3 separate regions of the Mus musculus genome follow, and regions 2 and 3 are each linked to region 1. Evidence: chromatin contacts called from public Hi-C and targeted proximity ligation data. All regions are on one chromosome and are shown on one strand. The core of a region is the stretch at or near the end of the contact, and the rest is flanking DNA. Distances in the headings are between cores, read along the strand shown.

The links. A called contact is a pair of places that touch in the nucleus more often than the background predicts.
Region 2: a targeted proximity ligation map of neural progenitor cells shows a contact between it and region 1, with 2.9 times the contacts expected there. A contact is called at or near these places in 4 of 484 Hi-C or Micro-C datasets (brain, forebrain, nephron progenitors and 1 more), 7 of 130 datasets of targeted methods (CD8 T cells, embryonic fibroblasts, embryonic stem cells and 2 more) and 3 of 9 other capture datasets (adipose tissue, liver and pancreatic islet).
Region 3: a contact with region 1 is called in a Hi-C map of Th1 cells, with 2.0 times the contacts expected there. A contact is called at or near these places in 54 of 484 Hi-C or Micro-C datasets (the AML12 cell line, the BV-2 cell line, the C10 cell line and 28 more), 16 of 130 datasets of targeted methods (the 230-238 cell line, CD8 T cells, the G1E-ER4 cell line and 7 more) and 3 of 9 other capture datasets (adipose tissue, liver and pancreatic islet).

The regions. Positions count from the first base shown.
Region 1 is chr19:15,922,848-15,927,141 of GRCm38.p6, reverse strand. Psat1 (phosphoserine aminotransferase 1) reads left to right here and starts at 2,083. Exons shown (of 9, transcript NM_177420.2): 1 at 2,083-2,278. The coding sequence starts at 2,219.
Region 2 is chr19:15,867,433-15,871,726 of GRCm38.p6, reverse strand. No RefSeq gene overlaps it. Among named protein-coding and RNA genes, the nearest start is that of Psat1, 55 kb to the left of the region's middle.
Region 3 is chr19:15,963,470-15,967,763 of GRCm38.p6, reverse strand. The region is part of intron 11 of Cep78 (centrosomal protein 78); the gene reads left to right. Among named protein-coding and RNA genes, the nearest start is that of Cep78, 19 kb to the left of the region's middle.

The DNA of each region.
Region 1 (4,294 bases), core at 834-3,333:
TTTTTTTGGTTTTTCGAGACAGGGTTTCTCTTTATAGCTCTGGCTGTCCTGGAGCTCACTTTGTGGACCAGGCTGGCCTTGAACTCAGAAATCCGCCTGCCTCTGCCTCCCGAGTGCTGGGATTAAAGGCGTGCGCCACCACGCCCGGCTCCATATGTTCAACTCTTACAAGGAGAGGAAAGAAAGCTACTAAAGAGAGCAGAGAGGAGAGGAGAGGAGAGGAGAGGAGAGGAGAGGAGAGGAGAGGAGAGGAGAGGAGAGGAGAGGAGAGGAGAGGAGAGGAGAGGGACTGGGAGGGAGAGAGAAAGGAGGCAGTCTTATTGGGACAGTTGTACAGTGACAGGTTGAAGAGAAAACAAGCTAGATACAGGTAAAGACAGAACAAGCCAGGGAACGAGGAGCCAGGAGATTAGAGTAGGTTGCCAAGTTAGTATGAGGCCAAGCAGAGAATTTCAGGAGAGCTTGAGAAAGAAACAAGATAGAATCACCTGGCTTGAAGAGGAGTTTTGAGCCAGAACAGCGGAGTTGAACCAGCCAACAAGAATTTGGAAAGAGCCAGAAAATGTGAGCGTATTGAGCAGTAAATCTCAGAGGCTGAAAATTTTATGGGTCTAGATTAGATTATACAGAGGCCAGAAGCTTCCAGGACTAGGCCTAAGTTAAGCTCCAGACAACAGTTAAATCAGGTGAATAAAGTTTACCAAGTTCCTTTGTATAGTCCTGGCTGTCCTGGAATTTGCTCTGTAGATCAGGCTGGCCTTGAACTTAAGGCTTACCTCTACTTCTACCTCCCCAGTAAGACACCGCCTATCTCCAGCTATGTAAGTTTTTAAACTAAGGTGCTGAAGAAGGCCGTGGACCTGGCTTTATTCGGCCTTTTCTAACAATTTTGCTCTACTACTCCCAGACTCAAAGCAGTGTTTCTGTTCACAGCCACACCCCTTCTACAGGTTATGGGAAACAAACAAGAGCCCAAATGCTCAAAGGCTGAATTGCACGCCTGTCAAACTGAGGCCACAGATGCGGAGATCAGCATTAACGCTCAGTAGGCACGGTGCCTATTCCTGCCATCCATTGTACAAAAGAACTTGGGAAAATGTTTTCATAGTAAAGGAATCTGGGTGAAACTGCAAAGTAGAGGGAAAAATGCTTTTAAAATGTTCTGGACTTCAAAAGAACTACCCTAGCATAGAAGGGGCCTTCTTGTTCCAGAATCTCAAGCGAGCCTCCAGCACAACTCCTTTGAAAAGGGAACTTGTGTGGAAAAGTTTGAACAGATGTGGCACTGTGCCCAGCTCGGCTCAGGGCCACATTCCTCCGGCCCTGACTATATTGTGCTCCCGTTAATACCTCCTCACAACTTGAGGACCTCCTGCACAAGAGCCAACATTCAGGTTCCTGCTCCTCAGTTCATGAAAGAGATAATGAGAGAACAGAGACTCAGCGACTTGAAAGAGGCTGTCCGCGATGAGGGTGGGGGTGGCGGTAGGGGTGGGGTGGGGCTGCCCCCAAAGTTCGTAGCCACCCGTGGGGCAGTGAGCTAGAGCGCAAGTGCAAATACAAAGGCTTCGTATGTGATTTTTGAGACAGGGACCCTCCACGTAGTGTGGCTGGCCTCCACGTAGCTATCCTCCTGATTTACCCTGCTGGGATTATCAGGTGCACCAGGTCACAATCCTATGACCGCACTCTTCAACCATTTCTACACGCTGCACCTCCTTCTTTGAGTGTCCTGTCTCTACGTCGGAGTGTCTGTGAGGGTCTTAGGAAAGTCCGGTGAACAGTGGGGACTGGCTCTGGGACAAATGCAGCATAGCCCAGCTCAGCTGGAGGTGGGCCAGGAGCAATGGGTTTGCGCGCCACCTCGAAGTTGTTCAGAGGCCAGGGCAGGGGACTCTGCGCCCAGAGGTGCGCGAAGGCAGAAGGCACCTCGCCACGCGGGTGGCTGGTGCAATCCCCTGCTCTCTTGCGTTGACCGCTAAAGCCGATTGAAATTCTAAACTCCAGGAGGAGTTGATTGATCGTAGACTCCGATAGTGAGCGTGGCCAATAGGGAGGGGAGCTTCTGAGCGAGAGCCAATCAGTGAGCGGCCTGAGACAGCGAACCAATGGAGCGCCGACTCAGCAGGCTGAAGCCCGCTCTGCCTTTGCATCCGGAGACGCGGGCTGTTCGCGTGGTCTCTGCTCCTGCCACTTCCCCTGCTGTCGCCTTAGCACCATGGAAGCCACCAAGCAAGTGGTTAACTTTGGGCCCGGGCCTGCCAAGCTGCCACACTCGGTAAGGTGGCTGGGGTTTGGTCGGAGTGCGGGCATCGGGATGTGGGGCGTCGGGATGCGGGTGTTGAGATACAGACAGCGGTGAGCAGGGATGCCGCCGTGGAGAGATAGTTGCTGAGGCCGAAATGCGCTCCTGTGCACAGACGCGGGCGTTCACTTCCAGCCGGCCTCCTGGTGGCGTGGCCTCTGCGGCTCCCGCGTGCACAGGCGAGCGTAGGAGTGTGAATGAATGGGCGGTCGGGGCGGCACGTTTCCTTCCGGGGAGCGCAGGCTAAGCTCCGGGCGCTGGGAGCATAGTCCTCAGAACTCGGAAATTGAAAGCTGCCGGCTTCTCCCTCTTCGCCTCCACCGAACCCACCCAGCCCTTAAGCCTTTCTCCTGGAAACCTGCCTGTCTCCTCAGACTCTGAAAGGCTTTGGTCTGTTTGGCCAAGTTCCATTCACTTGATCGGTGTGTCATCCCGTCCCATCCTGCACGGGTTCCTCCCGCACCCCAGCTGTGCGGAATGAGATGCCTCTCGTGGCCGGGAGCCCATGGACCAGCTGTCCAAGCTGCTATCTGGTAACCGCTTGCCACAGCTCGCAGGCATGGCCAAGAATTGTACAATTATCTTTTGTTGAACCCTGGCGATCTCCCCGGGACACCACGGTCTCTGTTGGGGTAGAAACAGGATAGTGTGAGAGAGGGAAAGACGCCTTTCTTTTGTAGGGACAGCGACACAAGCTGAGAACAGGGCTTTTTCTGCAGCCATTGCAGTTCATCTTACATGACGGTCTTTGGTAGAACTGTGGGACCTTCTGGGAGATCTCCCCCACCCCCATCCCTCTCTGTTTTGGAAAGCTCTGGGTTTTTTGTTTGTTTGTTTGTTTGTTTGTTTTGTTTTGTTTTTGCCAGGTTAGGTAAGGCAGTGTCTCTCAGTACAGGCTAGCCTAGAATTTACTTTGTACCGCACGCTGGTTTTGAACTATTCCTGCCTCCACCTCCCAAGAGAGCAGTGTCTTACTTAGGGTTACTATTGCTGTGATGAAACACTGTGGCCAAAAGCAACTAGTGGAAGGAAGGGTTTATTTCACTCACAGTTCCCTATAACAGTTCATTATCAAAAGCAATGAGGACAGGGACCTGGAGGCAGGAGCTGACGCAGAGGCCATGGAGGGGCGCTGCTTTCTGGCCTGCTCTCCGTGGCTTTCTCAGTCTTTATAGCACTCAGGATCACCAGCCCGGGGGTGGCACCGCCCACAGTGTCAAGTTGACAAAAATAGTCAGCATGTAGGAATTACAGGCATGTGCGATTAACTTCAATGTAGTAAGCCTTCTTGATTTAGTTTCGAAGCTTTCAAAATTCATGTATGGGTGTGTCTGTGTGTGGGTGTGTGTACGCGCATGGGTCAAGTGCCTGAGGAAGTGACTTAGAGGTGGTTGTGAGCTAGCTGATGTGGGCTCTGGAGCTCCAACTGCAACTCCTGGAAGAGCAGTCTGTGCTTGTCCCAGCTGAGCCATCTCTTCCATGACTTCTCCGGCCATCATTTAAAGGAAGGCACTTGGAAAAATTCACTGCTGGAGTAAACCTCTTGTAAATCTTAAGCTCCAGGGTATCGGAGGTCTTCTGGCTTCAGAGGGTAGATGTACAAATAAATGAATACTAAGATAAATTAAAAAAAAGACTGAAAATAAGTTCAAAGATGGTTTCAGATAGTAGGGGGACGGGATCTGGTAGAGCTCCTGCTTGCTGTTTGCTGAGGCAGGTCCTGTTTAATCCTGTTGAACGCACAAAACCCAAGACTCTGTCCCAGGTGCTTCTTTTAATAGGGATGTGTTCACTGAAATTTAACTTGAATGTTTTTGATTTATATATATGTGTGTGTGTGTGTGTATCATACTCCTACATATATAAAAAACTAAGATTCTGTTTTTGTTGCAGGTGTTTCTTTTAGAATATGAATGTATAAACTAAAATTTACTCAAATTGTATATATATACACACACACTATATATATATATACACATACATATTGAG
Region 2 (4,294 bases), core at 952-3,451, 56 kb after region 1:
CAGAGTGAAGACTCTGGCTGATACTAAGCTTCAGCCTTTTACTTCTCCCAACATGAGATTTCATGAGATATTCCAAGTTCATGAAGACCACTGTTTCAATAGTCTGGTAGCCAAATTCAGGGGCACAGTGTCTATGTAGTGTATCTTCTTTTCTGCCAGCCTGGTGATATTCCTACACCATCTCTCTTATGCTTAGATTCTCCCTGGCCTGTCTCTGACCTCTAGACCCAGGTTTAAAGAGCCCATCTTATCCAGTCAGTCCCATGTGATTGGATGACTGGGAGATGGTATATGACACTGGAAAGGAGCATCTTTGAGCTATTTTGGAATTCTGCTACCAAAGCCAGTGAGATGACTTGATAGCTTCACTTCTGCCTATGCCTGACCCACCAGTGTCCTCCTTCCCCTCCATCATTCAGTGGTGTAGATGAAGGAGGACACAAGTGTGAATCTGACTTTGAAAGTATTCCCTAATGAAGGAGGGAGGAAGGAGGGGCAAGTCTAACATTGCTTCATGCTGGAAGTGGGGTTTCATGGTGTTTGGAAGAGTCTCACATAGATCACCTGCTTGAGACCCGACCTCAACAAGGTGACAACAAGCATTCGTGTCTTTTTTTAAGTGGCATTCTGAGTGGTCTGAGATAGGGAATCACAAATAACGGCCAGTCACCTCTGCTTATAAATACAGTGTTACACCATAGTGTTTCCTAGTCACCGGTAAGATGACTTGTCTCCATTTGAGTCACTGGGATAGAGACCTTATGGTCAACAACATCCAATGTGCTATCTGTGTCTACCCTGCTGCCTCTTGGCTAATGTGTTGCTCTTTGTCTTAGGTGAGAAACATTACTTAGAGGGCTGATGTTGTAGCTGAGTGGCAAAAATTAGCTTGCCTCACATGCATGCGGTCCTACGTACTGAAAAAAAAAATCATTTGTTGAAAAGAGGACTGCTGGGGGGGGGGTAGCAAGATGGCTCAGCAGGTAAAGTTGTCTACAGCCAAGCTTGATTACCTGACTTCTATCCATTTTACTCACAGGCTGGAAGGAGAGAGCCTGTTTCTGTCTCCTGACCTCCACATGTGTGTACTGGGACACACTCATGCCTCTGCCCCCTTCTTCAAATACATAAAATGAAAATTTAGAAGAAACACAACTTAGAGCTTGGAATAGGTCTGAATTCTGGGAAGGGTATTAGAGTTGTGTGGGGGAGCTTTGCAGGCAATTCTCAGCTCCATAGAAGCATTGCTCTCAGGCCACCCTTCCCACAGGCCGAGAGTAGAGTGTTAAGCCAGCTGTGATTGGCAGGCATGGGTCTTGCTCTTAAAACACCTCTGGACCCCTGTTTGTTTCTTTGACCTTGGCTGAGGACACAAAATGCTTACCTAGGATGACTGTATGTTCAAGAGTAGAAACATTCATTAAAGAGGCGCCACTGCGTATGCAAGGGACTCAGCCTATAAGTGAGATAGGCCTGGCTGGGCTTTGCTGATATCTGCAGTGTCCAGGCATCTTCCACAGGAGGAGAAACTTCCTGTAAAGCAGCTTCCCATTATGTGTGGCACATTGAGGACAAAATCAAGCTCCTTAGACATTCAGAATTCCCCGCAGATCACCGACTATTGCAAGAGGTCATAGCTGATTACCATACCACGAAGTCTGCGAGGGAATATTTAATTTTATGATTGAGATCCCTGGTACTTAGCAGGAAACCTCTACCCTCCCTTCTTTCTGAGGTTAATGCTTTCAAAAATCATTGCCCGATGAGCTCATGCAAATTCAGCCATCTCTAGAGTTGTCGAAGGAAAGTTTTTTAGACAAATTGCTACGCTCTTGCCACATGAATCCTCATACGATACAGGACTCCAGTAATACTTAAAGTTTCCAGGGAGTTTCATATTTTACTAAAAGGGGAAAAAAATCAATCTTGAATCTTTTAGTCCAGTGACCAAAGAATCACTTGATTGATTTTGTTCTGCTCTGCAGGTGAGCATGCAATCCGTCCCAATCTGTTCTTATTGGGTTTGAAGTTGACTTTTCCTGAGAAGTTGTAAATCAAGTGCTATGTGGATAATACTGTGATGCTAGGCCCTTGTTACAGCCACTTTATGCAGCGTATACAAACACCCCTAGGTACAGTTTCCTTCCAATGGTCTCTCCAATTCGGAGTTTATGTTTGCCACACTTGATTCTTCTTCTCGACAGCAGAGGGAGGCAAAGCTTTATGCAACCGAGCCGAGCCTTAGATCCAGGCTTCAGGAAAGAACTCACATAACAATGAATTCTGACAAGGGTGATATAGATCTGCACTTGCACACACACACACACACACACACACACACACACACACACACACGAACACAAAAGCACAATTTGCAAATGAGTTCATTTTATTTTCAGTTCTTAAACGTATCACTTTGAGAACCAAGAACAAGAAATCTGTAGAGGATGTGGGGAAGGCTTTTTCACTTTGATGAAATTTAGTGGTACCCTGAAACATTGGCTGGATAATATACAGAGTGCTTCATGGGCTGGGTGAATTAACACTCTAATCAGGCCCCATGGCTGAGTTCCAGCTAGTGGGCCCACAACTGATGGTATTTTTTGTTCTTCAGTCAGGGAAAAGCCAGAGCTACAGAAAGCTAGGGCAGTATGGATCCCAGCTGTGACTGATTTTAAGGCCTCCTAGGCAAGTGCCTTTCCTGGCTGCCCATCCACACAGGGTTGCAGCTGGGAGCTTGTGGCCTTTGTGGAAGGCTTCAGGGGGTGGAGAATTCATAGGCATTTATTCTAAGCAGCCAGCAACCTTGGCTAAACTCTTCCTCTCTATACTCTGTGGATCTGGAGGGGGCAAATGAAGAGATACAGCACCTTTGGATGGGCCATATGAAACTTTGAGTTGGTTTCACTCCAGAAATGAATTCACGAGGCAATCGAACACAACACCAAATACTTTTGGAAGCAGTCTTTGGGTGACTGGCGTGGGTGGAGCTTGCCTGCCATGGCCCCAAAATGCTACCTTGGACAAGACTCCTGACCTTCCCTGTTCTCTGTAGAATGGGGAGTGTAGTCTGATGTGCCACAGAGGCTGTTATGAATACCCAGTGAAATGTATCTTTGAAATGACCAAGAATTCTAAATCATGTATGTGGCAAATTGTGTCTGAGTTTGAGGTGGAATGAAATTTGACTGGGCCAGGAAGAGCCAAGGACTAGACTAGAGTGAAGCAGGCAGCGTGGCTGAGACCCAAAATTTAAGGAGGAGTATTCCCTTGCAGGCTGTTCTGCTGTCATCTCTGAGAGTAAGACCCTGCAAACCCATGCTTCCTTAAATGTTGTGCTCTAGACACTCTGCTTGTCTCAAGTATGATAACACTGGCCCCGATCAGGAGTAAACCCCTTGCCTGCTAACATTCCGAATGCAGTCCATATTAATCGTAGAGCAGTTCGTCTTTAGCTAACTTACATTTGCAGAGGCAAGCATGGAGAGACTATTTCTTGGGCTTACTTCCTTGTACTTTTTCATTTGTTTGCAACCTTAAGCTGGTCCTCTTGCCCCCATTTAATGGACAGTAGAGAAACATGTAAAAGAAAGAGATCTGACTCCCCGAACACACTGGAGGGCCCTCACACTTCATCGTGGAGTTGGAGTGATTCTCTTGCTCAACTGAAGATAAAATGTCATGTGACAAACACTTTGCTCCTGCTTTGCCCAAGCCTGGAGGTATTTGTTCTAGGATCTGTCTCTTTTGAAAACCAGAGGTTCCCCCCCCCCCAACCCCTGTTTCTGGTCTGCCCATCAATCTTTATTTATAATTTCTTATCTCATTTAGTAAGGCAGTTTGGGCAATAATCCATCTTTTGCAATCCCCCAGTCCAGGGCTGGGGTGCAGCCCAGAAGTAGAGTGCTTGTCCAGCATGCATGGCAGTCTGGGTTCCATCCCTGGCACAAGATGTGGGTGGGGCCACTCCCAACATAAGCGCCTTGCTCTAGTTAGTTCCATAAAAGAATCTGAGTGCTAAGAAAGCAGTCCTCAGTAAGGATGAGAGAGGGTGTCGACACCTCAGGAGCTCACTTTGCAAATATATACACACATGTGGGTATCTTCCTCAGCTCCTACTTCTAAGATGGGGGACACAGTGTAGCTGATGTATGTTAACTGGCTAATTTGACGTATCAGTGTGACCCAGGGATCTCCATTACTAGAATTTGGATGCTAACCTCATTGCCTTTGATGTCTGTCTACCTGTAGTCTACAAAGCTCTTCACTTCTACCTGTAGTCTACAGACCTCTG
Region 3 (4,294 bases), core at 1,179-3,678, 40 kb before region 1:
GCAAGGACGTAAGGTCCAGCTAGTTTGTGTGTGGTTAGGGCCCAGATTTCTAGTTCCCAGATGGCGCCTTCTCAAAATGTCATTAATGTTTGAAGGGCAGCTACCTATTTTATTTATTTTATTTAAAGACAGCTACGGGATACAGCTTTAATGGCAAACCAGTTTCCTGGCCAGCATATAAGGCCTTAGGTTCAGTTGCAAGCATTACACATCCCCTGAAGATAAATGCCACAGCTGCTTTTTTTTTATTATTATTAAAATTCACGATATTTATAGAGAGAATTCTTGAAGTAATCACTTACAAAATTATAATCTCTTAGGAGAGAACCTGTGTGGACCACATGGGAACACTTTTCATCTTGTCTGTAGAGAGCCCGAGTGTTTTATTGCTGGGATGTAGGGGAGCATTGAGCCATGAGCAGTCTTTTCTCTTTCTTTCTCTCTCTCTCTCTCTCTCTCTCTCTCTCTCTCTCTCTCTTTCTTTTGATTTATTTATTTATTTATTTATTTATTTATTTATTTTTATGTATGTGAGTACACTGTTACTGTCTTCAGACACACCAGAAAAGAGCATCAGACCCCATTACAGATGGTTGTGAGCCACCATGTGGTTGCTGGGAATTGAACTCAGGACCTCTGGCAGAGCAGTCAGTGCTCTTTACTACTGAGCCATCTCTCCAGCTCTGAGCATGTTTTCAGGGCCTTGGATTGGTTTCCTTCTCCAGGAGTCTGAGAGAGAGCTTGGTCGGCTTGATGGGGTTGTTCTGCGTTGTTTTCCTTCTGGTTGTTTGAATGCTAGCGACTACACTGTATCCATGATGGGCAAGCTTGCTATCACTGGTCTGTGACCGAGCCCAGAGACAATACATCAAAATAGTCTAGTCACTGAGGAAGACCAAGGCTAGGAATTGCAACTAGAGAGCTTCTTGCTCCAGGTGTATTGAGGACCCTGGTAGTGTATATTCACTTGAGAATCAGCTAAAATGTGTAAGCCCACAGTAAAGACAGTAGAAGGGACCCTCACGTAAGCAAATGAAGGTGAGCGGGAAGAAGTGTAACTGATTCAGTACAACATGGGAAACCATCACTTAGAATTAGTGCTGGGGTAGCCTGCAGCTTGGAGGGAGCCTAACTTGTGCTCCTCTGTGCAATTGGAAATGGGACACGCCAGGAATTGCTTCCTGAGGCTCTGAGGTGGTGAGTTGTAGTCTTAGGTGGTCATTATGTGAGTATCCTCTGAGGACTTCATTCTGTGCATATTCTGGCATATCAGTATTCTGTGGCAAAAAGCCAGCCTCAGGCCGTGGCTGCCCTAGAGTGCTGAGTGTGCATGTGGGAACAGACTGTTTGATCATCAGCCTGTCTATGTAGTTGAATTCACATGTTCATTCATTTTGCACTGAGCAGTTGTGAGTTCATGCACTCTTGTGAGTTTGTATATGTGCTCATTCACTTAGTCACTGTGTGGATTCAGTCGATAAGGAAATCAGGACCCAGAGTTACAGAATTTGCTGGTTAATGGGTCAAGACTTTGCCCTTAGAGAATTTTCAGTTTTTAGAGGGGAAAAAAAAAATCAAAAACCAAAATTTAACTACTATTAAGCAAAGAAATGGAGAATAGAAAATGAGGGCAAGCTTCTCCACTTGTTCCTTTGAAGAAAACCATCTTCGTAGACACGTCTTACGCGGCCAGGGCTTCTCCCTTCATTCTTTACTGCCTGCTTTCTTTGTGCTAGGCATAGGAAGTGGCAGAATAAATGCTTCATAAAAGATGTTTCTCTTCTTCACACATCCCACAGTTTCCATGGGGAAATGAATCGTAGTAGATGTGACGTTTCAGAGTGATAGGCTGGCTTAGTTTGGTTTCCGTTGTTGCCACAAAACACTATGACCAAATAGTAAGTTGGGAGGAAAGGTTTTAGTCAGCTTACATTTCCATATTGCTGTTCACCACCAAAGGAACTCAGGCAGGGCAGAAACCTGGAGGCAGCAGTTGATGCAGAAGCCATGGAGGGGTGCTGCTTACTGGCTTGCTTTACATGACTTGCTCAGCCTACTTTCTTATAGAACCCAGGACTACCAGCCCAGGGATGACACTACCTATGATGGGCTGGACACTCCCACATTGATCATTAATTGAGAAAATGCCTTACAGCTGGATCTTATGGAGGCATCTCCTCAATTGAGGCTCCTTCTTCTGACTCCAGCTTGTGTCAAGTTGACATAAAACCATCCAGTACATTGGGTTTGTTACTGGAAGCAGTGTCAAATCCTAGACATGTGTCAGAAAGCTGTTAAGACAGAGGTTCATTTGGTACATACCTCTAAACCAGAAGACTGAGGCAGGAGGATGGAAAGTTTGAGTCCAGACTGAGCTACATAGTAGGCCCCTATGAAAAGAAGAGTGTTGAGAGGAGACACTTGATACAAATCTGACATTGTCTGACTCCCTCCACTAGGGGGAGAAGCTGTTTCATGTCATTGCACTTGGCTGTGCTGTGGAGAGCCAGTCAGAAATGGAGATGTCAAGCGATTGTCCATGATTGGGTGGGACCATGCAGCGATGACACTGTTTTGGCGTCACCCATGCCCCCTTTATTAGCCCCTCATTTGTGCCATATAAGTGAGTCCAGGAAGCTCACTGGCTTGCAGGGGAAAGACTCACTATAGGCTCCTTTCTCAAGCTGTGGTGCGTTAAATCAGTATGTGAATCATAAACACAGGAGTTTGCAAGGTCTTTCCATAAATGGATTTTATGTGCTGGTGAGACGGCTCATGAGTTGAAGGTGCCCACTGCCAAGCCTCATAACCTGGACTCCATCACCAGGATCTCCATATCCCATGGTGGAAGAGAAGCTGCGGTCTGGCCTCCATGTATGCACTGTGGCACACATGCGCCTCACGCACACAGCCAGCATGCCATGAAACGTAATGAACATTTTGTTTTAGTTCTAGGCACTGTTAGTCACGGCTGGCTCTGGAAAGGGCCTCAGCAGCTGAGAGCAGGTGGTGGTTTCACAGAGGACTGAGTTCAGTTCCTCCTGCTCTTGTCACGTGGCTCACAACCACCTGTGACCCCAGGTCCAGGGGACCCAGCGCCCTCTTCTCAGAAATCCATCCCCACATGCACACATAGAAGTTTTTTTTTTTTAAGCATTTTTAAATTAGATATTTTCTTCATTTACATTAGATCAGTCTTTAAAGAGAAAAGGAGTTTGATATGATCAAAGCATATTCAAACATCCAGTCTGAGTGTAAAAGTTTTCCATTGAGGAAATACTTTAAAGCAGTTTGTTGAGAGGTTTTGTTGACACACACTTAGATATTTTATATCTTTGTTTTCCTTAGGTATATAACATTTAAAAATATATTTTATGTATATGAATGTTTTGAGGACATGTATCACATGTGTGTCTAGTACCCAGCAAGGCCAGAAGAGTGACCAGATCCCTTGGAAACAGTTGTGAACTGCTATGTGAGTGCTAGAAATTTAGCTACTCAATGCTAAACTTAGCTATCTCAGTGGTCCCAAACTAAACTTTTAAGTTAAAATTCTGTGTTTAAGTAAATGTTCAGAAGCCTTTAAAATATAAACCCAGGGGCTAGGGCGTTAGCTCGGTGTTTAACTACTTGTCATTAAAGCTGTAGGTCTGTAGTTTGGATCAGAACCAGCATAAATGCAAGGTATGTGTGATGACTTGCCTGTACTTCCAGCCTCGGAATGCAGAGATGGAGAGCTAGCTGACTAGCGGGATCACCTATGTTTGTGAGCTCTGCATTTGATTAAGAGACCTGCCACAAGGAAAGGTGGGACAGTGAAGGGCAGTTCCCAACATCAACCTCTGGCCTCCGCATGCACATTCACGAGCACACACATGCGCGCGCGCACACACACACACACAGACACACGAATGAATGCACACACGCACTCACAAATGCAAAGCCAAGTGTTGGGCTCCATAGCTGTAACCCCAGCCTTCTCGAAGCTGAGGTAGGAGGATCCATGAGTAGAAGCACACTGTGAGGCTTTAATAGACACACGTTTTGTTTACTCTTACACAATCAACTACTCAGAAACGGTGCTTTATGAGAGTAGCAGACGCTTGTTTTACTCCTAAGCCAGGAAGTTGAATTTGTTGCTATGGGTTTGACAGCTTAACACAGTCTCCTTTTATGAGCTCACAGTTCTAACGTGAAAGTCCAGACAGGAATCCCTGCCCAGTCTCACAAAAACTGAGACCTTAGGGTAGGCCAGACTGTTGCCACCTGGCGGTGCTGGGAAGCAATCCTCTTC